Linked DNA regions of Mus musculus: region 1 is linked to region 2. A link is a contact called in public Hi-C data. All regions are on one chromosome and are shown on one strand. Each heading gives the region's core, a stretch centred on a gene start, on an enhancer-like site or on the middle of the called end of the contact. The rest is flanking DNA. Distances are from core to core; before and after follow the strand shown. Region 1 holds the start of 4930503O07Rik (RIKEN cDNA 4930503O07 gene). Region 2 has its middle 170 kb from the start of 4930503O07Rik.

Evidence for each region. A called contact is a pair of places that touch in the nucleus more often than the background predicts.
Region 1: a contact with region 2 is called in a Hi-C map of cortical neurons, with 3 times the contacts expected there. The contact joins the promoter of 4930503O07Rik here to the enhancer-like site in region 2. A contact is called at or near these places in 7 of 484 Hi-C or Micro-C datasets (cerebral cortex, cortical neurons, embryonic fibroblasts and 2 more).

Annotation. Positions count from the first base shown.
Region 1 is chr1:194,221,500-194,224,199 of GRCm38.p6, reverse strand. 4930503O07Rik (RIKEN cDNA 4930503O07 gene) reads left to right here and starts at 1,441. Exons shown (of 3, transcript NR_040477.1): 1 at 1,441-1,771.
Region 2 is chr1:194,048,713-194,051,636 of GRCm38.p6, reverse strand. No RefSeq gene overlaps it. Among named protein-coding and RNA genes, the nearest start is that of 4930503O07Rik, 170 kb to the left of the region's middle. Within about 2 kb of position 1,531, at least 7 of the 459 cell types and tissues checked have an H3K27ac peak or open chromatin away from gene starts, as enhancers often do. A contact at or near this core is called in cortical neurons, where this site is marked.

The DNA of each region.
Region 1 (2,700 bases), core at 192-2,691, 170 kb before region 2:
TTTAAAGACACAGGGCGTTGACCTTGGCCTCCACACATATGCATAGACATGTGGATCACACACCCTCCCCATGGACACACACAAACATGCTTAAATGTATGCTCACAAGAGTAGGTCAGAGGATTTCAGACACAGAGCTTTCAACCTCTGTGAGAAACTAGAGTCTCTAATGGTTGCTGAGTAAGTAAATAGTGGATCCCCCCCTCCCCTACTTTCAAACACTCTTTTCATTCAGCTGTCTGATGGCCCTATTGGCTAATTCATTTCCTTCCCCAAAGACTGCTGAATATTTAAAGCAGGAACTTTAGATGTGCCCAGTGACTTCACATCGCCGTTATATCTGGCTTAATTTCTTCTTACAAGTCCTGTTCTGATACCCTCTCCTCTCCTGTATTCCCAGGTGCCTCATCAACCCAGCTGCTGGACTCAGCCCCTCCTCTCCATAGTTGGCTCATGGCAATTCTTTCTGAGACCTTCACACAGACCCTTTGATTTGTCCATTGACAGAGAATTTTGGAGATAAATTTTCAGGTAGAATAAACTTGCTCATAACTCAAAGCTATTTATGTAAATTCAGCTCCAAACACTGGCCTGATTTTCCAGCAAAAACTCAGATGTAGGATGGACTAGATACGTCTCTTTTAAGTCTCTAAATGCCCACATATTTTCCTGAGGTCAGCAAATGGTTGACTTGAAGGGGAGATATTGTGATTTGTGCTCAAGAAACTTAAGTTATGAGTGATCATAGCTTCATCTTTAAAACGGAAATAATGATTACATCAACTTTCATGGGGCTGGTGTGAGAATTAAAATGTGGTACTATTTGTAACTGTTTTTTTACAACACTATAAGCATAAGACATATTGTTCGTGCTGGTTGGAGGCAGATGTCTTGACAGGAAATCTCTGGAGGTCGCTCTCAGTGTAAACATCCCATGATTCTCTGCCTCAGACAGGGAGATGAACTGCTGCAGCTGCTGCCCTTAGCAACGGGCCAGCTGAGCGGCAGGCTGCACTTCACAATGGCGGCCGCTAGATGGCACGTCCCTTGAAAAACTTCTGCTGCCACAGAACATCTGGATTCTTACAGAGGAAGCTTCTCAAAGGGCATGTAGTTAATGTGGAAGAAACCTGGAGTCCCATCTCCACGGCGACAGAAGCCCTATTCAAGGATCAGAAGTACTCTGAAATACACATAAAAACGAGGGACACCACCCTTTCTTGCTTATTGGTACATTGACATTTTCTTCGTTCCGCTGTAGGGCTCAGAGATGCACTGGTACCCCATGAGGCATCTGGAAAAAGGCAACTAACTTGTTTATCTGAATTCCTCAAAAGGAGAGCAGCGTGATGAAAAATGAATGCCACCAATTATTACACAACAATGTAAGTGTCTAATTCCTCAGCCAGTAACCTCTCTTTAGCACTCCAGCAGTGCTTCAGCCGGCCATGTAAGGAGCTACCCTCAGTCTACCCTCAGGGAGATTCCCATATCAACTATGGCATCTTGGGCAGTCACATCCTGTATGCTCATAGGATCTGCATCACAGAGGTACATGGAGTCATCAGATACACAGGATGAGAACTACCTGTGAGGGCTTTTGTTAGGACCTTCCAGTCAGTCCATTTATTTGTTCTATTTCACTTGATCTTCAGTTGCACTTCCTGCACTCTCAAGTGCAGGAACCCTAAGGTGGCATTTTTCGCAGAGAGAACAACTGTGATAAAAGTCCATCTGTGACCTAAGAGAAGCACCGAGAACAGCAAGGAGGGTATGCTGTGCCTAACATATGCATGTGTCTTATATCTAAGAGTCCTGTCATCCTAGAAAGCCTTTGGACCTGATCTGTTAGAATTTCTAGGTGGAAGCCAAGTCTGTTCAACCTATTTCCTTCTCTAACTTAAGGTTCCCTATTTGGTTTTAACTCAGTAAATATAACTGCCACTTTTCTAACATTGATTAGTGGGAGGAAATGATCTAGATAAACTCCTGGAAAACTTGTGTTTAGTATGTCATACTTTTAAGATTTAGCTATGTAAATGTGTATGCTGGATATAGATGTATATGCATATGTATATGACGTATATGTATATGTATATGATGTATATGCATATGATGTATATGTGTATGTGTATGTGTATATGTATATGATGTATATGTATATGCATATGTATATGATGTATATGTATGTTGTATATATGTATGTGATGTATATATATATATGCATATGTTTATGATGTATATGTATATGTGTAGACACATACATACATGTGCTCATGGAGACAGTCACTGCACGTCTGTGGCCAGAATTACAGGCAGTATGAGCTGCCAAATGTGGGTCCTGGGAAATTAACACAGACTCTTTGCAAAAGGAGCAAGAACTCTGAGTCATCTCTCCAGTCCTATCTAGTATTCTATTAAAAATAATGATAATAATGAACAATACCTCTTAATTAGCAAGAGGAAAGTGAAATAAGAATAGATTTTCCATTTTCTTTGTTAAGTTTTTCAGAAACTGAAAATATGTGGGGTGGCAATATGAACAGCACTGGACAAAGATTTGTTTAATGAGCTTGGTTCTAACCATAAGCTTTGTATTAAAGAGGTCTTGGAAAGAGTTACTATCATTTTCATCCAAGTCAGAAATAAGAAATAGAAACTAAGAAAATAGATGTAACTTACCATATTCTCTGAACAGCA
Region 2 (2,924 bases), core at 282-2,781:
AATGATAAACATGGATCACAAACAGCCATCTCACCAGGTAATTCTTTACTAGGATATATCATCGTGAAACAAAAATGGGCCAAAATGGTCAGGGATGTTAATTTAGCAAAACTTGTGAAAACAAAACAAAACAAAACAAAACAAAACAAACAAACATCTGGAATTTAATGCAGTAAGATCAAATGTGGGGGGGGGGGGAGGGGGAGTAGTCACAACACCAGCTCTCTGCTCTGAATGAAACCCAGAAACTCACAGCAAATGAAATCAAAGCCCAAGCTGGAAAGAGAAGTCCCAGGAAATGCCAAAGCAGGCACCCTAGTACCCCAAATCACCCACCATTTTGTTATGACACAAAACATCTTGAGGAAGAGTTCTTAGTGAACACATGTGGAAAGCAGTATTTTTTAGAGAAAAGAAACATTAGAAAGGCATGCTTGGCCTTTGCTTTTTGTCAGTCTCCTGCCATTTGTCTGAGGTTCATCAAGACAGATAACTACTTTCTCTCAAAGTATTCACTCAGTTTCCATGATGATGCGACTGTCAGACATTTCTAGATGTCTTGATAATGCAGGGATTTTGGAACAAGAGCTGGAGCTTGGAATTCAAAAGAGTAAAGTAGGTTGTCTTGATTGTGATTATAAGACATGTGGAAGAAGAAAAAACCTTACTGAGAAGAATATTTAAGTCATAGCACATTTCTGTGATAAACCTAGCCTTAGCAGATACTTGCTGATATAATATTAAAATACATTGAGTGACAAGATAAACATATACATGAGGTATTCAGAAAGAACAAAGGCAGAGAAAAAGCATTGAGAGGAACATTTCCCAAATAAATAAATAAATAAATAAATAAACAAATAAATAAATATCTCTAAGATAGCTTTGGACACAATCAGTGCTAGATATCTGATTATATATATATATATATATATATATATATATATATATATATATATATATAGTGGGATTTTACTGAAGCAAATACTAGGCACATTGATAAGTTATCATTAAAAAGATCTATTTGATCTAAAAGATCTATTTGATCTAAATTTTACCAGAGTTATATAAGAAATAATTTGACAAATTATTCTCATAGGGTAGACTGTAGGAAGGGAAAATAATCAGCCTCCTTTAATGCTAGGGCTGAAGGTTCACTGGCACAAACCTGTGTTCAGTGTTGTGTGGAGCAGAGCTCCATCAATTCTAAACTCATTTCATGTTTCAAGCTTCTCTGGACCTTGGGTGAGTCACTCTGTGCCTTTGAGGTACATTTTTTCTACCACTAAGTTGAGGACAAGGAGTGCCTACAATTTTAAACATCTTATATAAATAATCCAAAGGAGAAGATTCATGCAAAACCGTCATGAAAAGTGGGGTGTTTATACATCTAGTAGCTGGTTGCTACTCTAAAATGACTAGTACCCAACTCCTAAGATAGCTATGTAATGTAAAATCTCTGCAGAAGAGACACTTAGAGTGGCTCAGACTTTCTATATAGAAGACATCCCAGAAGGAACAGGGATGTGTGTATAAATAAGCAGCAGCCAGAATAGACTCAGCAGCTATTTTCTCTCTCCCAGTAAACTCTGGTGTGGGAAGGAAACTGATTTCAACATGAATGTCTTGCTTTGAACCTTACTTGGCACATAATGCTATCTTTTCTTCTTGTATATAATGCTTCTTCGAGCTGGTGGTAGTTGCAAGGCTATTTTAAGCACCTCTGCCTACATATATAGTTGGGCACCGTTGAGCTTGTCAGAATCGTGATTGTAACAAAAATTAGCCTCAGCCAGATGCTCATTCTCCAGTTCTTACACTAACTGTGGGGAACTGAGACACAGGAAGAGCAGCATGAGTAAAGCAAGCAGGAAAACCTGTTTCTTTTTCTTCCTCCTCTCCACACCCTATATGTGCTTATATTCTTCCCCATTAAGAAAAAAGCATGATTATTTCTTCCACTCTCAGCATTTCTTAGTTACCTGTAGTTCTGTGTGGAAGTGAGGACTTGTGGACTTCCCCTGGTTTATTTTAGCACATCTATTATTGTCCTTGTTCAGCAGTCATGTTGGTGAGACTTACAGAAGGGATTTGAGGCTCTTCGAAATAGTATGCACTTCTTCTGCTGCTGATATCCTCCCTCAAACCCCAACTCCACCATCAGGGCTCCTGTTCTCTGCAAAGACAAGACAGGGCATGGTAAGGTGCCCATTATTTAGAAAGGAAACACAAACATAGAAACAAGGCTTGGATGCAATCAGCACTGATGCAAAGTAGAAAATTGAGGCCACAACTAAACTTTCACAGACAAAATGAAATGCAAACATCCTTTAGGTATGTCACAGAAGTCAACCAAATACATTTCTGCTTCCTCCTAGGCACCATCTGGACAATAAGATCCACCCTGTTGATCACACATGCTTCCTATGGGATAAGCTTGCCCCTCATATTTTTCTGCCCATTGGTTGGGTAGAAAAGAGCAGACTGAGGATAGAGCAGATGAGAGACCAGAAAGAAATGCATAAGAGTAACAGCACAGCTTACTGTAATGGGAGACTAGAAGGACTTTGTATTTATGAGATTATTGAATTTATGGGACCATCTGAATGTCAGTGACAGCATTGATGCACCCAGAGTCTACACCAATAGTTCTCAGATCTCAGTCTCTAGATAAGCAGCATTTACATCTCTTGATGTGCTGAAAAGACTTCTGATTCTTGTGGTAAAACACCTAAGTGGTCAACTTAAAGTTAGGAAAGGTTTACTTTGGCTCTTGGTTTGAGAAAGATTATCTATCATCTCTTAGAGCTATTGCTTTGAGTCTTAGATAGTACACCATCTCACAGAGAGGCATGTAGGTGAGGGAACTCACTTCAAGATATCCAGGAAAACAAAAATAGAAAACATGACTTTTTAAAATATCC